2 separate regions of the Columba livia genome follow, and region 1 is linked to region 2. Evidence: chromatin contacts called from public Hi-C data. All regions are on one chromosome and are shown on one strand. The core of a region is the stretch at or near the end of the contact, and the rest is flanking DNA. Distances in the headings are between cores, read along the strand shown.

Evidence for each region. A called contact is a pair of places that touch in the nucleus more often than the background predicts.
Region 1: a contact with region 2 is called in a Hi-C map of crop, with 2.5 times the contacts expected there. The contact joins the enhancer-like site here to the promoter of RHBDL3 in region 2. A contact is called at or near these places in 2 of 2 Hi-C or Micro-C datasets (crop and liver).

The regions. Positions count from the first base shown.
Region 1 is chr18:10,374,891-10,381,552 of bColLiv1.pat.W.v2, forward strand. It overlaps RHBDL3 (rhomboid like 3), which reads left to right. Exons shown (of 9, transcript XM_065034158.1): 6 at 391-503; 7 at 3,177-3,277; 8 at 4,382-4,442; 9 at 5,153-6,662. The coding sequence ends at 5,424. Among named protein-coding and RNA genes, the nearest start is that of C18H17orf75, 13 kb to the right of the region's middle. Within about 2 kb of position 1,566, at least 1 of the 3 cell types and tissues checked has an H3K27ac peak away from gene starts, as active enhancers do.
Region 2 is chr18:10,327,158-10,334,377 of bColLiv1.pat.W.v2, forward strand. RHBDL3 (rhomboid like 3) reads left to right here and starts at 3,628. Exons shown (of 9, transcript XM_065034158.1): 1 at 3,628-4,140. The coding sequence starts at 4,021.

The sequences.
Region 1 (6,662 bases), core at 316-2,815, 46 kb after region 2:
GCTTTTTTGGACGAGTCATTTAACTTCTTCAAACCCTCTATTTGAAAACAAAACAAAACAATAACAACAAGAAAAAACAACAACAAAACCAAACAAACTGCCAAGAAAAAAAAGAGTCTCACTAAGAACCAGACATACTAATGAGATCTTTGTCTGGAAGGACCTGGATGGATATGAAAAAGATAATGAACAGTAGGGAGGGAAGAAACATCATAGCTCTGGCTGATTTTTTAATTCTTTTTCAGGAACCACTTTTTTTCCCAGTGTTACAATCTACTTTCATGAAGGAGGTGCTGTTTGATTTGCTTTCCAAGACATCTCTGTCTCAAGGGTAGAGAAGGGAGACAAAGACATAGAAAAGAGGACAACTGTTGTTTTTCCTTGCCGCAGGATAGAACACCTTGGACTCAATGTTGTCCTTCAGCTCTTGGTTGGGGTTCCCCTGGAAATGGTGCATGGAGCTGCGAGGATCAGTTTTGTGTATGTTGCTGGAGTTGTGGCAGGTAGGTGACACCTCTGGATGCCCCAGATGGAGAAACATGTGAAAATGGTCTGTGCTGACTTTTGTGTAGGAGAAATATTTTGTGACATTTTGGTGTAGGAGAAGAGCAGTTGCTGATCTTCTGTGTGTTGAAATTCTTTTGAAGGCTGGAAGTGAGAAACACGCTACAACTTGACATCTGTTTCTAACTAGCCACAGGCTCTGTGTTTAGGAGATCTGCTGAAAAGGCACCAACAACCTGTTAGTTTAAAATAGCCTTCCTTTAGATGGTCGTTCTGAATGTGGAGGTTTTGCTGTTCCTTTCCTCTTGTGTCTCATAAAGGCCCAGAAGAAAAGTGGCATCACAGGCATCCCTGCATAAAGAGTCATTTTTTTTCCCCAGGTCCTGTGCCAGTTCTTCCTCCATTTGTCCTGTGCTGTCTGCTTTCTACAGCATGAGTAAGCAAGAAGTGTTTGGAGGTTGTGAGCAGTGCACAGGAATCTGAAAATTCATTTAATCATGAAGCCATGGGGTTTGATTGATTTTTAGTTTGTGCTTTATGGCTTTTATTTGTTTGGCATTTCTAGCAGTTTGGAGGTGATGAAAGTTAGCTGACAATAGATCAACATCTAATCAAAACAGGAGGAGGGTGTGAAAACAACCAAGGGCTTCACAGTGGAAGCTGGACAATGATTGACTGGTTTATGGTGATTTTTTTTTTTCCCCAGGCATTTAGTTTTATTTTTTTCCATAATGAGCAGGTAAAGCCTTTGTAAAATGGGCTGCATTGGATACTAATAAATTCTGCATTCCAGTAGAGAGACTGTGCAAAGAATAATTGGACTAGGACACAGGACTAGGCGTGGTACAAACACCACATTATTTTCTGCAGAGAAAGGAGTTAGCAGACCAGCTCCGCTGTCCCTTGCCTGTTACTTTAATAAGCACTAAAGTGGTCCCCAATCTACAACTTTCCAGACATTAGCTCTTTTATATAGATACATCTACCACGCCCCAGGGCTTCATTTATATGTTTGTAAATATGCATCGCACAACTGTGCCAGGTAAGCGAAGGAAGCAAGCGTTGCGTCTGCTGCAGTTGAGCCCAGGCGAGAGCTCTCATTGCCGCTGCCTCTTGGATTCCTGTGGCCATGGACTTGCAGGCAGGATCTGCAGGGCCAGGGGCAGGTTTTACAAGGCGTTGGCCTGGGCTTAGCACCCAGAGCTCTGGAGGCTGTAGTCAGAGCCTGTGTGAAGCTCACTAGCCCACCCAGCACTATTGGTTCATTTCTGTTACACAAATGATCCCACTTTTTTTTCCTCAGGCAAGTTGCCACATTCTCACATGCTTGTCTTTCACAACTTATGACCTATAAATTGTCAAAGTGCCAAATGGAAAGGAGAAACTTTTGAATTACAAATGTGACCAGGCAGTCCCACACAGAAAGGCATCCCATGATACCCTTTTTGTTTAAGTTGTTAGCCAAGTATTAAACGTGCTTTATTCTTTGATGTGTGCCAGGAGAGAGAGAGAGAGGCACACTTATGCTGATGATCTGGCAATATAAAGATAACTCCTAAACAACCAGGAATAAGCAGTAAAATGTAGACACGAGCCACAATGGCCACTCCCTACTTTTATGGGGTTTTTTTCCTCATTAGTCTGACTATACTAAGAAGACATGTTGAGACTGAGATCAAGAGACTGAAGGTATATGCTCAGTGCAATATCCGAGGACTTAACTGCAAGTTCTTAATACTCCTTTCTTAACTTCTCATTAACTTTTTCCTTAATGGCAGCGTTTAAGAGCTGGGAAGTCTCAGGGCCATACACTGAAGAAGAGGGAGGTATCAGCAGAGTCAGCTGGTGGAACCTCAGCAGTTTCTTGACCCAGAATCAGCTGAGCAATTAGCAAATAAGTTTGTTAGATTCTATACTACTGAGGACTCTCTCGAGATCTGCCGTTGTGTCTTTTTCCCATTCCCGCTCATCGCAAAGATCTTCATTATCCCTGCCTTGTGGCACCAAGTCTGCCTTTGTCTCTGTCTCTATCTCTTACATTTCTGTTAAAGTTTGTAACGAGAGGAGCTTTGAGCAGATCCAAGCCTCCAACTGGGATAAGGAGAAGCAATGTTTATGTTTGGATCTATTGTTATTAGTGGTGCCTTTATGTGCTCGACCTGTCTTTTTGCTGTCTCGTGTTTACTGCCTCCATCCAGGTTATTTTTAGATAGTTTTACTCTGAAGTTTAACAAGTAACAGGCTGTGCTTTGATCAGACACCTGTGCTAAGTTACAAATCCACAGTTCCTTCTTACTGTGCAAATATTTTTCTTGCCAGCATGGGAGCTACGTCTGTTTTATCTTCAGGTAAGGAACAAGACACAGACATTTTTCTATCTGCTGCTTCCTTGTTATTTTAGTCAGTAAGTGTCTTTTTGCAGCATAGGTATGTTGCTGCCTTGCTTGGCTGCTTTTAAAGTAGGCGCAAAAGAATCAGTCAGTCGCTGCCTTGGCAGTACCACAGGACTGAGTTGGCTGCACAAGTCAATCGATTCCACCCTCCCTTCTCTTTATCTGTGTATTACCGACCTGCAGCAATTAGCACAAAACAGGCAGTGGCAGAGATGTAGGGTAGGAGAGAGTGTGTTTATCTGGCTGGCAATTGTCAAAACCCCTTGTTCTTTCTCCCAGGGTCCCTGGCAGTGTCAGTAGCCGATATGACTGCGCCTGTGGTGGGCTCCTCTGGAGGTGTGTATGCTCTCGTCTCCGCTCACTTGGCCAATATAGTCATGGTGAGTACCAGAATGACGGTCGAACCGCTTTGGAAGTGAGCCAGGTCTGGTGGCCTAAGGGAACTGGAAATAGTGCCAGACCCATCTGTTGGTCATTCAGAGCTTGCCCCAGTTAAGTCTGCTCTTCATGATTCGAATGGTCCTGGAATGGAAATGTTACACTGCAGTTGGTGGCTTGGTGCCCTGATGACTGGCAGCTTGCCAGGAGAAGCCAAAGGGGCTGGTAATCCAAGACTTACCGATGTACTCCCAGCTATCAGCTCTCCCTGCAAGGGCTGGCAAATGCTTGGAAAAGAATGAGCTGATGGGCTCTGCAGAAGTTGCAGGCCTGTTTCTGTCTGCATGTGCCATGTAATGTCAGTAGGTATTTAAGGAAATTTAGAATTTGGTGGGTTTGTGTGCAAAACATCCCTTATCTCCACTCGTAAACCCCAGACGGAAGCTGGAGCCTGGGCGTGTGAGTGATGCATCTTTTTGCCATTTCACCTAATGCAGTACTTTGCAAAGGTCAGGAAGGACCAGCATCATCATTCCTCTGAGACCTGGAAACAGGACCTTGTCCAAGGTCCTCAGCTAGGTGGTGGTAAAGCCCAGCCTATCAGCCTGTGTGAATCCTGCACTGACCACTGGGAAAACATGGCTTTGCTGAGGGAGGATTAGTGTGTGATGGTGCAGGTTTGCGTGTCTGCCCTGTGCCAGCAATGTCAGAGCAGAATAACCATTAAAATGATGGTAATGTGTCCTCCTCGGGATTTGAGTGGGAAGATAATGCCCATCAGCTGACTAGAGACAGAAGGTCTGTTATACGGGTGCTGGAAAATGTGCATGTATGGTGGCTTTTGTGTCAAGCCTAAAAGAAAACCTTCTATTTAATGCTCATGTGCAGTGAAGGCAGCAGTCTCATTTTTTCACCGTGATTTGTGTTCCCTGCCACTGGGCCAACAGAAGCAGGAGGAAGTTTCCTCTGTCTCACAGGGTGGTAATGCAGACACGTGGTTTCTTCACATCAAGATTTGCAGGGTCAGAGGGGGACAATTTTGGTTTGTTTTAGCATCACTTTGGTTTGCATGCAGCATCACTTTGTTTTCCTTGTCTCTTTTCCAGAACTGGTCAGGAATGAAGTGCCAATTCAAACTGCTGCGCATGGCTGTGGCCTTGATCTGTAGTAAGTATTGTGCAATGCCTGGCACACACGCAATCCTGCTTTGTCCTTGTCGTAAGTGTTCATGCTGATTCAGAGAGTTTTGACTTTGCAGCAGTTTTGGTAGGAACTCGCAGCTGGACCTTCTGGCAACAGAAACATCAGTCTCAAATGCAGATTTTGGCTTTCGGCAGAAGCGCTTGTAAATGAGGACTTGTCGTTAGCCAGCATCTGTAGCTTGTGGCATTTGTGGAGATCTGGGACTCAAACATCTCATCTATGAATTCACAAACAAGCAATGGTTTCATAATGATAATACTTAGGCTTCCTAGAGCATTTCCTGTCTGGGACAGCAACAGCATGATACACACACTAATGAATTATCTTCAGCCACATCCCTAGGGTGACATGATAAGGGAAACTAGGCCATGTATCCATCACAGACAATTGTCTTCAAAGTCTAACTCCTCCTTTTTTTAAATGTTTTTATATAAATTTTGGAAAGTGAATATCCCTCCACCTATCTGCACTCCCATGAACCCAGACCCCTTACCAGCCACTGGGGAGACCTCATGTCTGTGCTGCAGCCCTTACATGGCCATGTCTTCCCTGTCCTCACCATACAAGGCAGTTTCTCCCCCTCCATCTCTTCAGGGGATGCAGCACTGCCTGCAATATGGAGTTAAGAAGGGATAGACCTAGGCAATTAATTTCTTTTTCCTTCTTTGTTCCAGTGAGCTTTGAATTTGGAAGAGCTGTGTGGCTGCGATTCCACCCCTCCGCTTACCCACCATGCCCACACCCCAGCTTCATGGCTCACCTGGGAGGAGTGATGGTTGGAATCACCCTCGGTGTCATCATCCTGAGGAACTATGAGCAGAGACTCCAAGATCAGACTTTATGGTGGATCTTCCTTTCTATTTATGTCATTTTTGTCTTGTTTGCCATCTTCTGGAACATTTTTGCCTACAGCCTGTTGGATCTAAAGCTACCTCCCCCTCCTTGAAAACGTGGGACAGAAAGCTCGAAAACGGAAGTCATTTGCCAGCTATGTTAAATGAACAAAGATGGAGGATCTATTTTTATATTTTACTTAAGGGAGGATGATTCTTTTGAACACCAGTGAGTGCTGGAGGAGATGCTTAAAGATCTCGTGAAAGAATGGGCTGATCAGTTTGTTCACAGAACTAGCAGGTACTGTAATACTGGCTGGCCTGGACCTTGTGGATTCTCCACTGTCAGGGCTCCTCTTGGGCAGCTTGTACCTGGGCACTTACCACTTGGTTTGTTAGCACACGTAAATATTTTGTATGAGAAGTTTGTATTTTCCAGGTCAGTGCTAGAATTATGGCCACTTCTTGAATGAATCTCCTCAACGTTACTGAACGCTAAAAGGGAAGAAGAGCAGATATTTACTAATTAGAGACTCACATGGTATTCACAAGACAGCTTGGGTTTGCTTTCTACAGACACATCTGACTGTTCAGCCATACCAGTGCCACAGTCTAATTACTTGAATGGTTCCTGAGATATATTAGCCTACGGTGACACCTGTCTTGCACACCTTTCAAAGGAATCGGCAGAACTTGATCACCCAAGGCGATGGAGGCTGGTCTTCAACTACAGGTCAAATGAAATTGCACTATAAACCTTGGGAACTCTTAGAGTGCTGTGGGCACCCAGCCAGAGGTGACTTTTACTGTGCATGTTTCACTTGATTTATTTTTTTTCCCAGTCTGCTGTGACTAGAGGATGTGGCTGGGGTTTCTTTTTGGGGGGATGGAGAAAAGGAGGGCAAATGTTCAGTTGTGCTTTTATCAGCTGACAATCAGGTGCTGTTTCTCACTTTGTTTCTGGCCACGTTGATCTAACATCTGGTCTGTAGCAAGCTCCTAGCAAGGATTTCAACTCTTCCAGCAGGTTCTTACTAGAAAAGGGGGACCAGGATCACCCATAGCAGCACAGGGTGGACACTATCTCATCTTTACAGCCATACAGTCCATTTGGGGCCAAATCTGTCCACTGAAATAAGTGGAGTTAAATCAGGTTGTATGTAGCACTTGTTTCCCACTGAGGCAGAAATGGTCTCACAGTCTTACAGTGACCATTGTGAAACTGACAAAACTGGTTTTAAAGTGACTGCTAAATTTTGAGGATGCCTCTTCCTGAGGCAGTGGACGTTCAGGGGCTCCAAGCAACAGTCAGTTGCAATGATGCCTTTTTCTTTAACATGAGTCAAGCCCA
Region 2 (7,220 bases), core at 2,378-4,877:
CAAGGCTTGTCAGCTCAGGATTCATTGTAAGCACGATTTGATTTTATGTCAGAAATTAACCTTGAGTTACTAATTGGTCTCAAATTCAAACAGTTCTTTTGACTGGGAATGAACCTACCAATGTGCGCTGTGATCCCATCAAGTGACAGTTAAAAAGGAGCAGAGACACATCTTGAATACCATATGGTTGACCTGATAGGAGAGCTCCCTCTTAAGACAATCACCCCAAAAAGTGTTAATATCAAATTTCATTATTTCCCCAGCTATAACAAAAAAGACAATTAGAACCAGCTGCAACTAATAACAGCTACTGGGGCAGAAGAGAGCAGCAGGTGGAAAGACTAGAGTCTACGTTTTCAGTGCTGGACTTGACAAAGTTCTAAGTACAACATGGAGAATAGGGAGGGTCAAGAGCACAGTCTTTCAACACAGGTTAGAAATCAGAGAAGAGATTAGACCTTATTTTTTCCCACTATTCCTTCTCTTTAGAAGGGAAAATATCCATGAATCAGGGAGAAACCAAAAGACAGCACATATCGTCTAATTCATGTTGATCCTAAAAAGTGAGCAAGTATCATTGATAGTAAAAGAGCCCTTTGCTACTGTCACCTTTTGGACACAGTTTAAACCCCAATCTCATACCATCTGTGGTCCTTAGAAATTTTTTGCCATTTTCATGAGTCTGAAGGGGCTAATCTGATTGGTCTGATCCAGTCCTAACTTTGTATGTGGTATCAAACTTCTTGCTAGGGTTGTGTTTGAATAAGTTCTTTTTGGCTTCTGCTCCAAAATACTGCATTTTGCTCCACAAGTTTCCTTCCAGGGCTGGCCGGCTGGGTAGGTTGCTCCATTTAGTTCCAATTGTGAGAGCTGGGCAGTTTTGTAAAAGCCCTTTGGGGCTACTTTAGGTGGGAAAAGGATCCAAGAACGAACTGTTTTGGTTTGCTCCAGGAGGCTTAGTGAACAGATGTTGGCTGCGTCCCTACTTTGAGGGCTTTTTACTGCATATTCATGAGCTGACCTTTTTAGCCACTTCCAATGCAGGAAGGATGTATATCTACATTTCGTTTGCAGTATTAGGAATATAAAAGGTTGCCTGCATGACTGAATGTGAAAATGAATTGGGGCTTATCATCTCAAGTTCTTTCTAAGTTTCTTCTGAAACCCTTCTGTGTTCTGGCTGCATCTGCTCTGTGGTGACCCACAGTTCCCTAGTTTCTGTAGCAATTACTGTTTTCCAAGGTAGAGTCACCAGGGTATGCAGTGGGGAGAAATGACAGTCTAAATTAAGAGGCTCTCACGGACTTGGAAGATGATAATTTGTCTGTAACAAAACTCCTCATTAGAATACTGTTAATTTCCTTTCTGTGACAATTATAGCACAGCACTAGCTCATATGTGCAATGTGCAGAGATATTTCCCTGAAAAAAACCTATCATTACCACCAGTGAAAAACATTCCTCAGAGAAGAAAAAAATGAGCTTATAATTTTGCAGTGGTTTTCCAGTTCAGTGGGAGTTTGGTGTTAAAGTACAGTTTTGGGGGTTCTCCCTGTTGTCTATTGCATTAATGTTAGATTTCATTGTTAGTATTTTCCCACTAGCATCTGGAATCAGAGGCCATACAGAGCTTTAGACACGGCGGTCCCCAACTGTGTGGAACCTGTTACCCTGAAATTCAGCTCATTTATTCTCTTTAAAAACTCGCTTCCCTTCCTACAGACATCTTTAAGTGATTGCTGTTTCTTTCTGTTGGCATAGCATATTTTTTTAATCCATCTGTTTTGAAGTTTTGATGAGATTTAGTTTTTTAATCAAAAGGAGATTGTTTTTATAATAGCTGTTTAGTGCCTATTTTGGCAGGAGTGGTGTCGTATGAGTAAAGTGGGTTAGTGCTTCTCAAAAGTGCTGGATTGGGTAGCCTGTTCTTACGCTTTGGGGAGCAGGCTGGGCAGGCTCTAGATGAGCAAGAAGTGGATGTTGTGCTCAGGGAATCACCTTTAAACCTGAAGAAGGTCTGCTCTGTTTAGCTGATTATGACAGTTTGCTCATTGAGGGGAGAGAACCTCTGTTGTCCATCAGTTGCACTGGAGAGCCCTGAAGACCTTTTACTTTGTTATAATTTTCCCATCTGAATCCTGAAGTAGAACGGTTCTGCTCTTCATGGCCAAAGGTCCTGGTTTGTCTTCTTGCACTTGCTTTAAACGTTTAGCTAAAATCTTCAAAATACCAGAAGGGATATTTCTTAAAAAAATATCTTTTGGCTAGGATTGTGATCAGCTGGGCTCAGAACCATCAACGGAGGGAAGTTTTTTACTGTAGCACTCCTTGAAGAAGATAATTCCTTTCTAGTGTTTGTTCAGGATGGGGCGTCTGGGCAGTACTACAGGATAAGGTTATCATCTTAACTCTTTCATTTGTTCCCAAAATACAGATCATTTGCAGGACTGAGGTCTCCTACTGGTTTTACCAAGGGATCAGATCAGGTGACAGAGATCATTCCCTTTACTTGACCTTGCTCAGCTGTGTGGGATGATATTTTAACCCTCAGCCCTGACCTTAGATTAGTGCCAGCCATGCTGGGCTCTGAGATGTGGAAGCTTGCTGTTCTCTGGTGGCTGTAGCTCATGTGGGTACATGGAAAGAACTTGGCACTTTTCCTACAGAAAAATCTTTTAGTAACTAAGGAGCTAGGACCCAGTGGCTAAGAGCATGGGCTCTGTGGTTTCCCATCACTGTGTGGGAGAAATTTGATCCAGATCAAAAATAATACGCAGTATGGTGTTCATGACAGCTGTGGATGAGAGTGTGGTGTATGCTCTGCTACTGATGGATGGAAGATCCCATTCCTGTTCCAGAGGTATTCTGTCTGGTTTTATTTGGCCTTTTCTGGTTGGTTGTTTTCCTAAAACAAATTTGTAGGGGAAAAGGGGGACTTCTACTTTGGCTCTGTCCTTGTGGCTGAGGTTTGTCTGATCTGGTACTGGAGCTCTTGGATTAAGAAGACGTGGCCCATGGCACTGGCCCGTCTCTGCTCTGACTCTGGGCTCTGTCTGGCTCTGACTGTTGCTGAAGCAGAGACAGTGGCACCGTGTGGATCAGTTTGGCTCTGCCTGCCCTTCCCCCTTGCCAACCTGCTATTTCTGTACTTGATTGGAAGAAGCTAAAACTGTTGGATTTTTGCCTTCAGTCAAGGCATTCCTCAAGTTCCTAATCCATGCTCCAGATGGTTAAGATACCCATCTTGACATATAGGAACAAATAATTATGGTAAAGAATTTAAAACCTCACACCGGCCCTGAATTGTGAGACTCTCCAGGACGGAGAAGTTGGCTTAAGAAAGTCCAAATCCCCCGGGACGCCTTGCCACCTGCCCACACTTGCTCAGCGAGACCGAGAGCGGCGGGACCCCGACGGCCGGTACCTGCGGGCGGGCTCGGTGAGGGCAGAAAGAACGAGCTGAGACCTGCCCCAGGGGCTGCCCGCTACCGACCGCAGCTCAGCGGGTCGCTCCGGGGGGAGGAGGTGCCCGGGCAGGGGCGACCCGGGGCTCCCACCCTTCCCCCGTCACCGCCCAGCCCGCATCCTCGGTCGTGCTGCAGCTCCGGGCTCTGCCTCCCAGAGGCTCCGAGGACGTGCAGCTCCCCCGCACCGGGAAGGGGAGGGGAGGGCAGGGCAGGGCAGGCCGCCCCCCTCCCTGGCCGGCATGGCTCGGGGGAGGCGCCGGCCGTGCCCCGGGCTGGGGGCTGCGGGGGCGGGAGGAGGGAGCTGGCCGGGCCGGGGAGGGGTCACCTGCCCCGGCCGGAGCCGGCCGCCGGGATGCCGCCCGCCAGCGCTGCCCGCGCTAATTGGATGTTCCCTGGATGGAGGATTCCCTCCCCTCCCGGCTGCGGGAGTCATGAAGGCAGGCTCGGCTGCGCTTGAAAGTTTGCCAAGCAGCAGCTAGGTTTAATTTCTTTAAGGATCTGGGGAGAAAGGGGGGGGGGGGGGGGCGGGGGCTGGAGGGGGACCGTTTCCAAGCATGGGAGACAGGCTGCCGGAGCCTCACGCCAGCTCTTCCCCTGCTGTGGCTGCCAGCTCAGAGGCGGAAGAAATCGAGGTGCTGGACTCCGAGGATGTCCTACCTATGGCCGCAGAGGATGTAAGTTTCCTTTGCTCCGTGTGTTCCTCCCTTTCCCCCGGGCCGGGTTAATCAGCTCAAGCTATTTATAGATAAAGTCCGGGCTGGGGGGAGGAATGGGGCTGGTGACCCTCTGGGGCGAGGGAAAGCCGCCGTCCCCGCCGCTCTGCGCGCCCCTCACTGCGGGCTCCGGCAGCCGCCGGGCCGTGTCTCCCCGGAGCCGCAGCTCCCTTCTCCTCCCCGCCCCAGCCGGGCATGCTGCCGGTCCGCTCGGTGCCCGCAGCCGCGCCGCCGGGAGATGATGGCTCCGAGCAGGCTGCGGCTGGCGGGGCAGAGGCAGCTCCAGAAGCTGCAGAGGGACTGACGCCTTGGATTGAGGGGCTTCCTGGGGACAGAGAGCTTTTCCAGAGTTCCAGACCCTCTGGGGGCGACAGATGTGAAATGCTCCCACTCTCGGGAGCACGTTCCCTCTTCCAGCCCCCGAGAAGCAAACAGCCGAGGAAGTTTTTTGCCCGGCTCGGCAGGGCTGATAGCTTCTCTCCACCCTCTGAGCTCTGATTGCACCTGAGGGTGGGATAACTTGTCACCGAGTCTCTGCCACTGCTTAGAAGGACGCTAGTGGTTCTGCGTGTTTGAGCCTGGTCCTGCCACGCTGAGCAGCAAAGCCTGCAGAGCTGAGGCGGTCGTTCTGCATCTGCTGGCTCCGGAGGCAGGAGCTCGCTGTGCACCTGTTTGGGAGGGAGTGAACGTGAGCAGATCCTGTGTTCCTGGTGCATCACAGGTTTGCTCACAGCTCTGCTTCCCAGCAAACTCTGCTGGGATGAGGGCTGTGCAAAGCACTCAGTCTGCAGAGGTAAGCGCAAGGTCTGTTCCTGCCTATGGGAGGATGAAGCAGTGATACTAAATGTCCTTCCGAAGTGTGCTCTGTCTTGGGTCGTGAACCGGTATGAAAGGGACACTTGTGAATTAAGACTCCAGCAATGGCACATCCCTTTTCCGTCTACTTTTATTACACTGCTGGAGGAGCCCGCTTGGGGTTGCTTAGGGGCAGTGCTGCCTCTCATCCCCCAGCCCTTCCTTTTGAATCCTCCAGAATTCGGCTGTTGTCGGAGTTTCCCCCCAGAGGGAAGCTGAGGAAGCGCAGTTGCCCGGTAGAGCTGCATTCGCCGGGCTGTATCCCTGAGCACCGCACTCTCAGGAGGAAACGCGTGATGCAGTTTGACCTCGGTTATAACGCTGCCGGACAGCCCCCGTGCCTGACCTAAGGGCATGTGTGGCTTTCACTTGGAAAGGGTGGCGCTCCAGGAGGTTTCACCGTCCAGGTTCCCAAATACGAGTGCTTGCTTGCCTCAGACTACGACCTTTTCTTCCCTGACAAATTGTGCTTGTCTGGATGGTCTATGAGAAAGATTTCCTGTTGTGATACACATTGGTCCCCCGGAGTTACTCCAGCCTCTACACAAATGCAGCCATTAGCAATTAAATCCTGCCAGGGATCCTCCCAGGAGATGCTGAGGTGCTGAGTGTCTGGCAGGATTGGGCTTCTGAGACAGGAGGGAGACCATGAACCTTCCTTAGTGAAATCTAGATTGTCATCCTAGTTCTGCTGCTGACTTGCTGTTTGACCTTGAGGTAGGGCAGCGTGGGTCTGATCCAGCTCGCAGTGTCTTGCTGTTACTTACACTGGGATCTGCATTGTTATTTGACTCTGGTACCTTGTTTTCTCCAATCAACAAAACAGAGCTAGAGCCCGCAGTTGCATTGGTTATGGGAAGCTACCGAGACCTGGCAATAGATGATATGACAGAAGCCTGAGGTATCATGTATCATCTGCAAGTCGGAAGAGCAGGAAGCGGTGTAAATGCTCTCCTTCTCCCCGCCAAGATTTCCTGCTGAAACAAGCAGGCTACAGAGCATCATCTCTGAAAATTCAAACTGCTCTGTGCTAGGAGGGTGCCCCCTGAGACCTAACTGGGGTTGATTTTCTGTTGTTGTTATTATTACATTCGAAAGCTTGATGTAAGCTCTCTGGTTTGGTGAGCAAGCACTGACACAGGGTCAGTTTTTTATGTGTTATTAACCACAAAAATATTACGTAGTGAAGGTCTGGCTGTCACAGGCTTGACAGTGTATAACAGCTCAGCTCTGATGTCATTGCAGCCCTTGGAGCAGCGTTCCACAAAGCCGGGATTCAGGCAGTCCCAGAATGTTCTGTTCAAAGTGCTGGATTGATTTATGATGATAAATGGGAGTTTATAAATGGATAGAGACATGGGGAGCAGGGGAGCCAGCAACTTATTAAATGGAATTCAGTGGCCTGATAATCCCACTGTCTCTTCAGTCAATTCTGCTTTAAATCTGCCTACCATGTGAAAGCAAATGTTTCTCCAGGACTAGATAAGACTCTCAGCAGAGCTCTGCATATAGCAGTGTGGAGATTTGCTTCTATGAGTCTGATATTTGTTATTTTTCACATTTTATGTTTCTGGGAAGATGAATGAGGCAGAAACAAAGTGTTGTGCTGAACAGCACTTCAGATAGGAGAGCTGGAAATGTGCAGGTTTTTTCTGGAGATGCCAAGACAGCGGTTACCCCACTCTTGCCCCATGGAAGTTGCTCTCTTCTCAGCTGGTCCCTAAATCCAGGAGATATGAGAGACTGAAACACTTCATTAGGAATTTCCTCTGCTCCATGGGGCAGGGAGGTGACTTGATATTGGTTTTTCTACAAATAATAAGCTGGAGCCACTCACCAGCCTGTTTTTTCTGTTCCTGAGTGACAAGAACTTGTGTTCACATGGTCTCTGTGTTGAAGTGGAGCTTCCTCCTGTACAGGGCTTTTAAGGCAGATCTGCAGGAACAAAAGTTGTGGGGCAAATCCTTGTAATGGGCTCTCTCTAGCCTTTCACCCTCCCACCTGTGCAAGAGGAATTACCTGTTTTTCAGATGTGGACATGTGAGGCTCGAAGAACTGATGGGTTATCAAGGACCCTGCCAGGGTTGGGAGCAGGCAGCAGACAAGGTTCTGAGAACCAGACACAGTGGTCTGTGGGTCAGTGTTGGGCCACAAGACCTCAGAAAGTGATCTGAGAAACCATTGCT